Regions from separate parts of the Anas platyrhynchos genome. Here all the other regions are linked to region 2. The links are chromatin contacts, called in public Hi-C maps. All regions are on one chromosome and are shown on one strand. The core of a region is the stretch at or near the end of the contact, and the rest is flanking DNA. Distances in the headings are between cores, read along the strand shown. Region 1 overlaps NDRG4 (NDRG family member 4). Region 2 overlaps NLRC5 (NLR family CARD domain containing 5). Region 3 holds the start of PSME3IP1 (proteasome activator subunit 3 interacting protein 1).

The links. Hi-C and Micro-C count contacts between places; a contact is called where the count stands out from the background.
Region 1: a Hi-C map of skeletal muscle shows a contact between it and region 2, with 3 times the contacts expected there. The contact joins two enhancer-like sites. A contact is called at or near these places in 3 of 8 Hi-C or Micro-C datasets (liver, skeletal muscle and subcutaneous adipose tissue).
Region 3: a Hi-C map of liver shows a contact between it and region 2, with 2.1 times the contacts expected there. The contact joins the promoter of PSME3IP1 here to the enhancer-like site in region 2. A contact is called at or near these places in 3 of 8 Hi-C or Micro-C datasets (liver, skeletal muscle and subcutaneous adipose tissue).

The regions. Positions count from the first base shown.
Region 1 is chr12:11,456,770-11,460,886 of IASCAAS_PekinDuck_T2T, forward strand. NDRG4 (NDRG family member 4) reads left to right here. Exons shown (of 17, transcript XM_038185450.2): 8 at 107-193; 9 at 327-383; 10 at 727-830; 11 at 1,085-1,141; 12 at 1,236-1,287; 13 at 1,849-1,896; 14 at 2,136-2,171; 15 at 2,366-2,417; 16 at 2,889-2,927; 17 at 3,655-4,117. The coding sequence ends at 3,809. Among named protein-coding and RNA genes, the nearest start is that of GFOD2, 14 kb to the right of the region's middle. Within about 2 kb of position 2,307, at least 1 of the 8 cell types and tissues checked has an H3K27ac peak or open chromatin away from gene starts, as enhancers often do.
Region 2 is chr12:11,558,544-11,562,846 of IASCAAS_PekinDuck_T2T, forward strand. NLRC5 (NLR family CARD domain containing 5) reads left to right here. Exons shown (of 48, transcript XM_013099982.5): 34 at 1-68; 35 at 652-735; 36 at 1,131-1,214; 37 at 1,887-1,970; 38 at 2,597-2,680; 39 at 2,773-2,856; 40 at 3,555-3,638. Among named protein-coding and RNA genes, the nearest start is that of CPNE2, 13 kb to the right of the region's middle. Within about 2 kb of position 1,783, at least 2 of the 8 cell types and tissues checked have an H3K27ac peak or open chromatin away from gene starts, as enhancers often do. A contact at or near this core is called in subcutaneous adipose tissue, where this site is marked.
Region 3 is chr12:11,639,042-11,643,130 of IASCAAS_PekinDuck_T2T, forward strand. It overlaps PSME3IP1 (proteasome activator subunit 3 interacting protein 1), which reads right to left and starts at 2,256. Exons shown (of 7, transcript XM_072043985.1): 1 at 2,104-2,256. It overlaps RSPRY1 (ring finger and SPRY domain containing 1), which reads left to right and starts at 2,309. Exons shown (of 17, transcript XM_027465858.3): 1 at 2,309-2,457.

The DNA of each region.
Region 1 (4,117 bases), core at 1,057-3,556, 100 kb before region 2:
TCCTGGGGATGTCCCTGGCCTGGCTGCGGTGCCCACGCGATGGGCAGTGATGCTGGTGGGCGCATTGCTCCTTCCTGCTGAGCATCACCTCTCTTGCTTGGTGCAGCTCATCTTCCCTGACCTGGTTGAAGGGCTGGTCCTCATGAACATCGACCCCAACGGCAAAGGCTGGATTGACTGGGCAGCTGCCAAGGTGGGCACAGCCCCAAACCCCTCCAAGCCCTGGCGGCTCCTTGGGGCTCGGGGTCCCCATCCTGTGCCACCCTACGGGGCCAGGGCAGGAGCCAGCCACGGTGGGACAACAACTCCTCGTGTTCCCTCCACAGCTCTCGGGCCTCACCAGCACGCTGCCGGACACAGTCCTGTCACACCTCTTCAGCCAGGTAAGGGCTGCCCACCCTGCCCTGTCCCCCACTGTGCCCCCTGCCCAGCATCCTGGCCACGTGGCTGTGCCCTGCCCCCTGTGCTGGGTGCTGTGGTGCCACCAGACCTGACCCAGACCCGGGGATGAGGTTGGAGAAGTCCTGCTCGCATGCCTCCTGCTTGATCCAGGGCTCAGCCCCAGCTGATGCCATGTGTGACCTGTGTCCTGCCCAGGCACGCTGCCCACAGCATCCTCTTGCTCTGCTCCGTCAGCGGGCAAGGCACGGGCAGGCCTGGGAGAGCAGAAGGGCTCCACAGCACCTAGCAGCCTCTGCCCTGATTTTCTGTCCCCTGTTGGCACAGGAGGAGCTGGTGAACAACACAGAGCTGGTGCAGAGTTACCGGCAGCAGATCGGCAGTGTGGTCAACCAGTTCAACCTCCAGCTATTCCTCAACATGTACAACAGGTGAGTGGCCGCCTTTGCCATGCTGATGAACTGCAGCAGCGGTGTGCATGTGGAGGGAGTTGCTGCTCCACTGAGTGCTGCATCCCATGGTGTGGGCTCTGCTCAGGGCTCGGGGGTGCAGCAGGGATCGCAGGGTGCTGGGACGCTGGGGCTGAGAGACGCTTTCCCAGAGCGGTGCCCCAGCTCTGTGCTATGATGTCCATGGCAGTGCCTGCCTAAGGACTCACACTGGCTCTCTCCTTCTTCTCTGCCAGCCGCAGGGACCTGGACATCAACCGGCCTGGGACTGTGCCCAACGCCAAGACTCTGCGGTAAGAGTCGCTCTGGCACAGCGCGGGGGATGCAGGGTGGCAGAGCCCAGCACCAGCCCTGACCATGCCCTTTGCCCTTTCCTCTCACTTCCAGCTGCCCCGTGATGCTGGTGGTGGGGGACAACGCGCCTGCTGAAGAAGGGGTGGTGAGTGAGGGCGTGGGGCTGTGGTGCCTGCAGGGTGGCGAAGGGATGGTTCCCCTGTGTGGGCACGCTCCTGTGCACTGCTCAGACCTGGAAACTGCCACGTGCAGGAGCACTCCGTGCACCCAAAATGCTGCTTGCACACGTGTGTGCTTGCACGTGCCCGCATGGTCAACATTTGCACAATCAGCTGCAGGTACTGTGCAGGTGGCCATGCTTGTACACGTGTGTAACTGTGTGTGCACCCCCCTCCAGCACATCTACGTGTGTGTATGTGCTTGTAGACACGTGGGCACACACGGGTGCCTCACGAGACACCCCTCCCTCTCCAGCCCCTCACTTGAGGTGGGGATGGTCCATCCTGCCCAGACACTGTGGAAGTGGAAGGTCCCTTACGTCCCACAGCAGGTGGTGGTGGTGTCAGGGGGCTCAGAGCTCACCCAGCACCCTGCCTGCTGTGGGATGTGCTGGTCGCAGTGTCAGGGATCAGTTGTGATATCCATGGGCAACTTCTGCCAGGCTCAGGGCACCCCAGGGTGCTCATACCGTCCCTCTCACCCGCAGGTGGACTGTAACTCCAAGCTGGATCCCACCAACACCACCTTCCTGAAGGTAAGCGGGTGGCAGAGGGGCAGCAGGGTGGCTCCCGCTGCATGTGCAGTGCCCTGTCACCTTGAGCCCCAGCACTGCAGGGTGTCCCCGTCTCCCTGTCACAGGTTTGTCCTGGCTGTGGGGCTGGGGTGAGTGGGGAGAGCGGGGTGGCCTTGGCAGCAGCATCCTGCCAGTGGTGGATAGAGGACAGGGTGGGGGTAAGAGGCATCCCCAAACTAACCAGCGCCTTCTCTCTGCAGATGGCAGACTCTGGTGGGCTGCCCCAGGTCACACAGGTGAGCCTCCCCAGTTTCCTCAGTCAGCTGCGTGTACTGGGCCCTGAGGCACGGACTGGTGCTGTCCCTGGCTAGCAGGGAACGGGCTGACGTGGGCACAGGAGTCCTGCGTGGGGGATAGAGGAGGTGGCTTGGGCCTGGGTGGGGATCTCAGCCCTGCTGCTGCCTCAGCTCCTCCTGCTCTCTCCCCGCAGCCCGGCAAGCTGACTGAAGCCTTCAAGTACTTCCTGCAAGGCATGGGCTACAGTGAGTGCCAGGGCTGGGCACAGGGCTGGCCTGGGCGTGTGCGTGCACATGCGTGTGCGTGTGTGTGCAGCCCCTGCCGCAGAAGAGCCTGGCACCCGCGTGTGCCCTGCTGGAGGGCTGCGTGTGCATCGGTAGCGTTACACGTGTGGCTGCACAAGGTGCCCGTGCGTGTGCTTGGGGTGTGGAGCACGCAGGCTCTGCGTGTGCCAGGGCTGTGTGTGTGTGTGTAGGTGTGTGAGCAGGGTCTCTATGGGTGTGTACCTACATGTGTGTGTGTGGATGTGTGAGCAGGGGCTGTGTTTGCACATGGGTGTGGAGAGTTCCCGTGTGTGTGTGTGCAGGTCCATGTGCACACCTACAGGTCTGTGTGCACACATTTGTGGGGCCAGGCGGGGACTCCTGGCCCCACGGAGCCACCGGCATGGCTGACGTTCTTTCTCTGCCCTCCCTGCCCCTGTCCTGCCCCGCCAGTCGCCCACCTGAAGGATCGGAGGCTGAGTGGAGGCACAGGTACCGCTCAGTGCTGCTCGGCCCGTGCCCACCACTGCATGGTGCCCTCCTGGCCCTGAGCCCCCCGTGGCAGGACACTCCTGCTGGCCGGCGTCCCCAAAGCTGCCCGGGCACCTTTGGGAGCAGTCTGGGTACAGAGCTGGCCCTTCCCAGCCAGGCATCTTCTGTCTCGCTCTGCTTTGCTCGAGATGATGGGCTGTCCCCACGCTCTGCCTCACACCCTGAGCCGGGGCTGAGAGCTGAGAACTGGCATTCAGAGAAGTATCCCCATGCAGGCACGGTCTCAGCAGCATGCCCACCGTGCCCTCTTCCAGCTGGACAGGAGCTGTGCCACCCTGCCTGGAGGAGGGCCTCACCTCCCCCAGCCACCCTGGGCAGCCAGGAGAGCTCCCATCCCCACTTACACCCTCCCTGGAGCATTGAGGCCTCTCGGGGCTTCCTCTGGCCTCCTTCCCGGTGGCCACCCGCCCAGGAGCTTTACCAGCTGTGCCTGGTGTGCAGCCTGCCCCAGGGCTCCCCATCCTGCCCCCCGTCCTGTCGTCAGCCTGGAGCTTCTCCTGTTGTAGCACTGCATGCCGCGAGCTTGCGCCGGGGGCCGTTTGCATTGGGGAGCGGGACCTGCGTCCCCACCAGCGGCTTTGCTTGCGTGAGGTAATGTCAGCTCTGTTTCCTTCTGGACCTCGGAGCGAGCCGAGCACCCAGGCCCTCTCTCTCTGTGCCCGTGCAGTGCCATCCGCCAGCATGACCCGCCTGGCACGCTCCCGCACAGCCTCCCTCACCAGCGCCAGCTCGGTGGATGGCGCCCGCCCACGTGCCTGTACCCACTCGGAGAGCACCGAGGCCATGGGGCAGATCAACCACACCATGGAGGTATCGTGCTGAGGCCCACGGCCGCCGCCGCCGTTTCCTCCAGAGCCATCTCCCATCCGTCAGCATCCCGCCAGCACTCACCCGCCCCGCAGACGACCTCTGCCAGGGCCCTCACTCCCTTGGGGTGGATTCATCTTCTTTGCTGTTGGCCTCCCCCCACATCGCTGGGCACCAGAGAAGGAGAGGGGCTTCGCCTTGTCACCTCCAAGCTCTGGGTCCTGGCTTCGCCCAGCAGTCCCACGTGGCTCTGCCTCAGTCCTCACCCTCCCCAGCACTGGCTTGGCCCTGGCTTGGGAGGGAGGGTGGTGGAGGATGTGGCC
Region 2 (4,303 bases), core at 533-3,032:
AAAAGCCTCTTCCAATTAGGCGTAAGCTTCCCATGCTGCCTGGAGAAGGTGGAATCAGTCGTTAGCAGGTGAGAAAGCATCTATTTGTCATTTTCCACTTGTTCTGCTGCTCACCATGGGATGAAAAATATCTTCAGAGTGTCTGAGGCTCTCATCTCCATACATTCAGTTTCAGAACACCTCTATGGTGTTCAGAACACCTCTATGGTGTTCTGAAAGGCAGAGGAACCTTATTTGTGCACACGTGATTTGCAGGACACCCATACTGGAACTACTTAAGGCTATAAAAATCTTCTATCTTCCCTGCAGGACCAGGGGTGCTTGCTCAGAAGACTTGAGCACTTCAGAGACCGTTACAACATGCTGGTTTCTGCATGAACTTGTAGGACAAGAACAGCATCAGTGTCTTCTTCCCTTTGTGTAGCTGAAGAAGGCAGCACTGATCTTGTGCAGTTGGGGAGGGCTGTGTTTCACTGTGCTAGACTGTGGTGTAGACAAGACACAGGAGAGTCTGGAGAGGGCATTTCCCAAGCCCTGATCTGTTCCTAAGCTTGGCCATAAAGGGCACCAGCTGCTGCAGTGGGAAGGCTGTGTATAACCATGGGAATTGCTGATCATCCCTGTTAACTTGTGTGTGTTTGTAACCTGCAGATTGAATCTCCATGAGCCAGAAATCAAGCGTGCTTGCTTCTATCAAAGGGTTCTTGAAAAATGCATCCAGCTTCAGGAACTGAGGTGAGTTGCCAGGCATCACAGATGATTTTTGGGGGAAGAGAGTAGCTTTTCTTTTTCTGTTTGTGAGGGCACACAGTGGGTCGGGGAGAGGCCAGTGCAAGGTAACAGTCCCTACCCTCTGGATCCCCTACCTTGAGTGTTTGAATGGGAAACAGAAAAGACCCATAAACCTCATGGTTTCCTGGGGTATCCCGTGAAGGCATCTAAATCTCCCCTGTAACCAACTAATCTGTGCTCTCCCATCATGACTGGGAGATACACTGGGACCATGTCAAGTGTCAATATCTTGACAATTCTTGAGTGTCCCAGCACTGGGGTGCTTTAGCTGTAGGCTTGGTACAAACCTTTTGTCACCAGTGGATCATCAGCTCAGATCTGTTGTTCTGTTCTTGCAGATGGTCTCATGTTGAACTCCACGATGATGACACAAAAATTCTAGTCACAGTTTTGCTACCTCTTCCAAAGCTGAAGAAGTTTGAGTATGTCCCCATCTGTGGTCGCTTCTTTATGCTTTATGGTTTGCTCAGCCCTGTGCGTCTGACCCTGATGCTCTCTGAATCGCTTTTTCTGGAATATGGCCATGAGCTTTGTGATCTCTGCTGCGCTATGTCTAGCTTGTGAACTCAACAGCTCTGTGTAGCCTGTGTTGTGAGTGGTTGTAGAGCCATCATTTGCATGTTTCAAGGTTTTCCTCTTTTCCTTTTGGCAAATGAAAGTGGCTTAAGATGGAGACCTTGGCTTTTGTTTACGTTGTACGTAATTTTATACTGCCCTACTATGTAAAAGATTTTTCTGGTATGAGTATCATTCAGTCCTTTTCACAGCCCTCTTCAACTGTCTGCTGCAAGTTCATAAATGAGAGGCAAGCTTATAAAGGGTATCTCTGTCCAGTAGAATGCTGGGGGGATTGGTTAGCCCAGAGATGGTCTGCACGTGTATATCCTGTGTCTTAGAGATCTCTCTGAACTACCCACTCCTCATAGTCCTGTACACTGGAGATGGGGAATTCTCTCCAAACTCATTGGTCCCTGATATTGGTCCCTCTGCTGGCCAGAGTTTGGAATGGGACAGCAGGCTTGTCAGTGAAGTAAACTCCCTTTTCTCGCTGTGCTGAGAACTGACCTTCTTATCTAATCTTCGCTATTTCTCAGGCTGACCTCTTGCAGTATTATGCCAACTGGGATTGATTACTTGATCACAGGCTTGCAGAAGTGCCAGGCCATTGAAGAGCTCAGGTGAGTGTACCAGGCTGTCCAGTGTCTGCCAGGTCTTTCTCAAAGCTGTAGTTAAACTACACACTCTCCTGTTTGTACTATGTACAGACATAGTTTTCTGTATGGCTAGAGGACTTCAGATAGGGAAAAAGCAACAACACCCTTTTATATGCAGTGAAGGATGGATAGGAGAAACAGAGATCAGTGGTCTGGGGCAAGGAACATCGAGTGAAGAAATCAAGTGTTTTGGTAGCTGGTATTTGCTGGGAGGCAGTGATTCCAGCGTGGCAGTTCCAGAGCTAACAGTTTGCTCCTGGAGGATGATCTGGTGGCCTGCATGCAGAAGTGGCTTTTCCAGGCACCTACATGTGAGGCATCCTTCTGTTACAAAGCGCCCCTGGACCACAAGGGCTTTGCCATATTGTGGGCACGGTGGCACCCTGCTCCAGAGATTTAGGATTCTTGGTGTTTTATCAGCATCCAAAAGCATCCAGTAGAATTGTTTTAGGGAACAAAATTGAAAACTACTCACAAGGACTAGAATACACTCCTATTTCTCTTTGCCCTTGTACTGCTGTCTTCTGTTCTAAATGCTTTCATAGCTGCCCGTGGGTAATTAGTTGTTCCTGTGTTATTTTGTCTTTTAGCCTGGGCCACATGAAACTCAGTGATGCGGCCATTCCTATGCTTGTGCTGGGCCTCTGTAAAATGCCATCTCTGAAAAGGCTAATGTAAGTATGTGACTGCAGCTCACCTCTAGCCCATCTTCTGGTATTGAATAACACGAGCTTGATGTCCTTTCTCCTGGGGATGTCCTTTCCAGCTTGAACCATAACAGTATCGGTAATGATGGTTGCTCCAGACTCGCAGAAGCCTTGAGGAACATGCACTGCATGGAAGAAATCAAGTAAGTTCTGTCTTTCTTACAATCTCACATCAGCAGAGTGGTGACCCCTAGTGACAACATTTGGAGAGATCCAGATGTGCTCATACACGATGTAGTGAAAGCAAAGAGGTTACAAAATGCTCATGTATGAGGTAGCTGGGGTTTGAGGTAAATCAGAGCCTGATGTTGGGAAGGTGAGAGTTTGGTCTAATGTCATTCTGCTGCAGTTACATAGAAAATGTGTTAAATTTAGCATCTGGGTTTAAATATTTTCTGAAAACCCTGTTTAGAACAGGGCCGGAGTCCCCCTTTTCTCCTGAGAGAACCTCAAACCAAGCTGTTCCCTGTTCTGAAAATATCTGAATCTAGAGCCAACCCCAGGCTTGCTCTGCTTTTTTGACCCCCTTCTTTCTACCCAGGTCCTGTCCCTCCTCGACCGTAGTGGTTTGGAAGATTACAGCCAGCTGTGTTTTGGGATTCTGGCTGAAGTAATTTTCTACCCATTAGCAAGATCTAGTGATTTTGATTGCTGTTTGTAGTTTTTTAATGCCTCATTAACAGCTTCAAGTCTTTCATGAGAGAGTTAAGACAAGCAGCTCTTTTATTCTCCTGTCAAAGTCAGAGCTATCATCCAGCAGATGGGAGACATTAAATAAGATGTCATACTGTGGTGCTTGGGATTTTCCTTTGCAACACAACCTTTTTTCTCCTCTTTAAAGTCTAGCCCACAACAAGATTGGAGATCCAGGCCTGATAAATATAGCCACTGTCCTGCTGGAAATGCAAAACCTGAAGAGAATCAAGTGAGTCACTTTGTTTGCAGTGATTTTGGGATATTGCTGCAGTTGGTGGGAAAGCCTGTGTGGGAAGCCTTCAGTACTTGTTGGCCTTTGCTTGAACAGAGAGTTGTGTCCTTGTGTCCTGGAAAGTAAATACACAAACTCATGGGGAATCTTACAAGTCTCAGATCTATGCAGCGTTTTCCCTTGGGCTGTGTAAGGTTCCCAGAGTGGTGTCCCCCAGTGTTGCTACACTGCTTTTCTTTTCCTAGTGGAAGTAGAGGTGAAATTGAAAATTCATCAGGGCTGTCTTCAGACTGTCTTCTGATATGGCTTCTACTGTGTTCAGACAAGGCTCTCAGAGATGTGGATTCAAACAATCTCCCATAAGAGGGAACAGATATGAGAGCAACCAGGTTGTATTTTAGGCTCAGCTCTGGAGTATGCCTTGAACTTTTTTGAAAGTAAAAACCTGATAATGACTTGAACAACAACCAGGAATTCCAAATTCCCTCTGGAAGAAAGAAAACTGCTCCTTCCTCCCAGTATCTGCCAAGGCAGGAGAGACTCGGTAGGTGAGGTAAACACATGACAAATCCCCAGGCCATTTTCCAGAGATTTATGGGGATATACCACTGCAGCCCCAGGTAGCCCATCACTGCAGTGACCCAGGTCTTCCCTTAGACCAG
Region 3 (4,089 bases), core at 1,006-3,505, 81 kb after region 2:
TGTAAAGCAGATATTACTACCACATTCTTACACCATAGTCCAAAGTCTCAGAGGCACACTTTATAGACAAATAAAATTAGAGGATGAATAAAACTGCAGCTGGCTGAAGACAGTAAGTGCCGACTGAGATAAGCACTAACTGCATGAGTGATAGCACCTAAGGCTGATGGCATCACCTATTACTCCTTCTTTACTCTTTCTGCTAATTACATCTTTCCTGTTAGTTGTCTGCCTCAGGCCACCTTTCCAGAAGTCCTATTTCAATGTAATTTTCCCCACACCGCCTTGGATTTACCTTGTTTAAAAAATAAATTTACAGAAACCCACATCCCCACTCCTTTAATTTCAGTTCTTATACCCCTCTACTCCAAGGAAAGGATACGACATTTGTTACATGAATTCCTTTCACTCATCCCGTGAAAACTTGAGAACGCTTGCCTATTTTCAAGGAATTCAATACATGAACATATTTCACATTTCTAAGAGCTTAACAGTGAGACTTCAGCAATTACCAACTAAACTTCCTGATCTTCAAAAGCACCCTGCAGCTCTGCATCACACAGACTGTGCACATCATCCCTGAAGAGCATGTGGACGTGCCCCAGTCCAAGCCCATCCCAGGCACGGCTGCAGGCACCCTCCCGTGCTCCGACAGCTCACCAGCAGAATGCAGGCAGTGCAGAAAACAAATTTGTGAAGCAGGGTCCCTGGAGCCAGACCTGCCCACACTGCACTGGGGGAGCTAGCAGGGAGCAGGGGGTGAGACCAACCTGTGTCAGGTCTACGGTGCTCAACAGGTGAGGGAGGGAATGCCCTTGGGCTAAAATGCGGCTGGGATTAGAAATCCGGACAGACTCTTCACATGCTGCACCCCCTCCTTTGCTTTGAGCTCCTGATACCCAAGGACTAGGCCCAGGGTGGAGATGCACCAAGGAATCAGCCTAGGAAGGAAACACGAGGTCTTAAGATCCACAACCCCAGGATGAAGTAAGGCCAAGCTGCTTGTGCTACTCAAGTGGCTCCCGACGAGATTTGTTTTGGCAGCTCCATGCTAAAAACTAGAGGAGGAACAAAACTTGTTTCTTACATCACGCCCCTATACGCAAGCACAATATAAACACAGTACCAATAGCTATTCAGCCAAAGCCATGCTAACACCGCAGTTACTGTCCAGTTCCTTCATATTTCCTTGATGTAACTTCAACAAGTACCTCAGGACTACAGATAATTGCCCCCCGCACTGCTAATTACTGTCCATTTCGGACCTCACCCTGCTTGCATTTCAGCGCTGGAAGAGAACCCAGTCCATTTATTCTTCCAGGAAGGGCGGGATGCAGTAACTCAAATAACAGAAGGAACCAGTTTACCGCCCATCTTCCACACCACAACAAACCCACTCCAGCAGAAAGCAGTCCTGAAATTCTCACGAAAACTGACACTTCTGTGGGGTATTGCTTGCAATACAAACAAAAAATTGAGATCTCAGAAAGCCAGGTCGGAGCACCGTACAAATACTTGTTAGATGCATGATGCATTTTTAAGGTGGGAATTATCAAAAGGAGACAAAAAAGGATTTTCTTTTAAGAAGTGGGGCAAGGAAGGACTGACCACGGGGTGGTGATTTGCCTTTTTTTTTCCGAGTATCTGACAAATACCTGCTACTAAGATGGGTCCAGCTTCCAGAACACACAGAACACCTGCTCTTAGAGCGTCATTTCTGACAGTGGCTGGAACTGGAAACCTTTGGAGAAGGTGAAGGTTGGATCTCCCTCCTGAACACAGGCCCTCAGCACAAGGCTTCAAACACCGCACAAACAAGGCAGCCCGCATCCCCACTCACCCCACCTCACCCTGCCCGTTTGGACAGGAACCCAAACGCCCTGACAGAGCGGTGACAGCGCCAGAGAAACGAAGCGCAGCAGCCCCCCGCCGCCCCGGCCCCGCGCCGCCAGCCCCGGGCAGCGCCTCACACGGCCCGAGCCTGCTCCCACCCCCGGGGCCTGCTCCCGGGACCGCCCCTCAGCGGCCCCGCGCCCCGTTCCCGGCCCTCCCCCCCCGTTCCCGTTCCCATTCCCGCTTCCGCCCCCGTTCCCGTACCCGTGCCCGTGCCCGGGCCCCGTCAGAGCGAGCGGCGCGGCCGAGCCCCGAGCGGCGCCATGCAGCAGGCCCAGCCCCCCCCCCGGCCCCGAGGCCCCGCCCCTTCCGCCCCCAGCGGCGGCCAATCAGGGGAGCGCTTCCTGAGGCAGAGGGGAGGGAGGGGGGCGCGGGTGACGTCACACGGGGGCGGGGCGGGGGCCGGTTGCTAGGGAACGGCGGGGGGCGGGGCCTCGGGGCGGGGCGGGGCGGGGCGGGGGGGGCGGGGCAGCCTCCATCTTAGCGCGCGCCGCCGCGGCACAAAGGGAGCGGCGCCGCCTGCACGGGGCCCTGCGGCGGGCACGGTGCGGACGGCGGCTACGGGTGGGCACCGCACGCCATTACCGGGGGCTGTCCCGTAAGGGCTGGGCCGGGCCGGGTGGGGGGAGGCCGATACCGCGAGGCTGGCACCGGGAGGGCGCTGCCCCGTCGGTTCCCGCTTGGGGAAGGGCACCTCGGGGCGGGACGGGCTGCCCGGCCATAACGGGAGGAGGTGGTGGTTTTGGGGGGGGTGCTCGGTAGGGCCGGGCCCGGTTGTGGGCTCCCCGGTTGCGGGAGCCCCGCCCCGAGGCCCCGCCGGTGGCCGGCAGGAAGCGACGGGAACGCCCGTGCCGGTGGCGTGAGGCCGCGGAGCCCAGAGCCCCGCACCGGCACCGCGGGGGGAAACCCGGGGCCCCTCCGGTACAGCCCCGGGGGGCAGCGGCTGGGCTGTGGCCGTGGCTCGGTGCCCGGCGCTGCCCGTTACCCGGCCCCGTGCAGCCGTTCCGCCGGTAATCCCCGTTGTGCCCCGCTGGTTCCTGTCCCGCCCGCCTTCGTTTTCAGCCCTTTTGCAGCTGCTCTGCCTCCCATCTTCATGCCCGTAGGTGCGGTGCCCCTGCCAGGTAGGTTCCTCCCCGGTGTTGGTGTCTGGTCTTCCCGTTCTGGTGTCACCAAGCCTCGCTCTCAGCGGCCACCCCAGCCCCATCGTTATCTGGGCGCTCAGTGGGGTCCCTCAGCATCTCCCCCAGGGGCTCTGGGCTGTGGGAAGCACAAGGCGTAAGAGCTGCCTTCTTCTGAATGTCTCTAGCCTTCCAGACACCTCACTGCTTTCTGAATGTTGATTTATTTTTTCCTTTTATGTTCATGTCAGCATTTGTTACCCTTGATACAGGAGGCTTTTTTCCGCTCTGCAATGGTTTTGTCTTAGGTCTTTAACTTCTGCCTGTCCTCTGCCAGCAGTGCTGTTTTCCATTATTTTTTTTCTTATGCCGATCCTCAGTTCAGTTCTACTTTACTCATCGTTTTCTACATACCCATCCTGATCAGTGCCCTGACACTACTGTCACATGAAGACCCACGTATGTTTGTCTCAGTAGTTATTCTCACCACCACCAAGTAATCTGAAATACCCTCTCAGCTTTTTGTCTACTGTTGGGCACGTGTCCTTGGCTGTGAAGTTTGTGAGGACCATGCGTTCTCAAAACTTGCCGATCATTTTTCAGAATTTAGGATGCTGTTAAGTGTTTGTTTTTTTTAGGTTCATCCAAAGGCAAATAATTGATCTGTTCTTTGCTCTGATCTATATCTGGCCTCTTCTTCTATGAGTGGTTTTGCATATGGCTTTGTTCTTGTCTGCTGAAGCACACTCAGCAAGAGTTCCTCTGTCCTGATGGCACCTGGGTGTCTGTTCCCTCCTTTAGGTAATTTCTGTTATTGCTTTGTACCTCAGTCAGTTATCTGTTCTGATGTACAAGTCCAACTGAATAGGTTGTGTGTTTGTCCTGGTATCTCTCTGTGTGTGCAGCACAGATGGAGCTATATGATTGCTGCTCGCTGTCTCTCCTTCTCATCTAAACAGTCTCCTGAGATTCCTGCTAATTTCAATTTCAGCATCTGCTTACCATTACTTGTATAGGAAGCTCCTCCAGGATATTTTAATGCAATGTTTTGGATCATGCATGATGTTTCTGATGATTC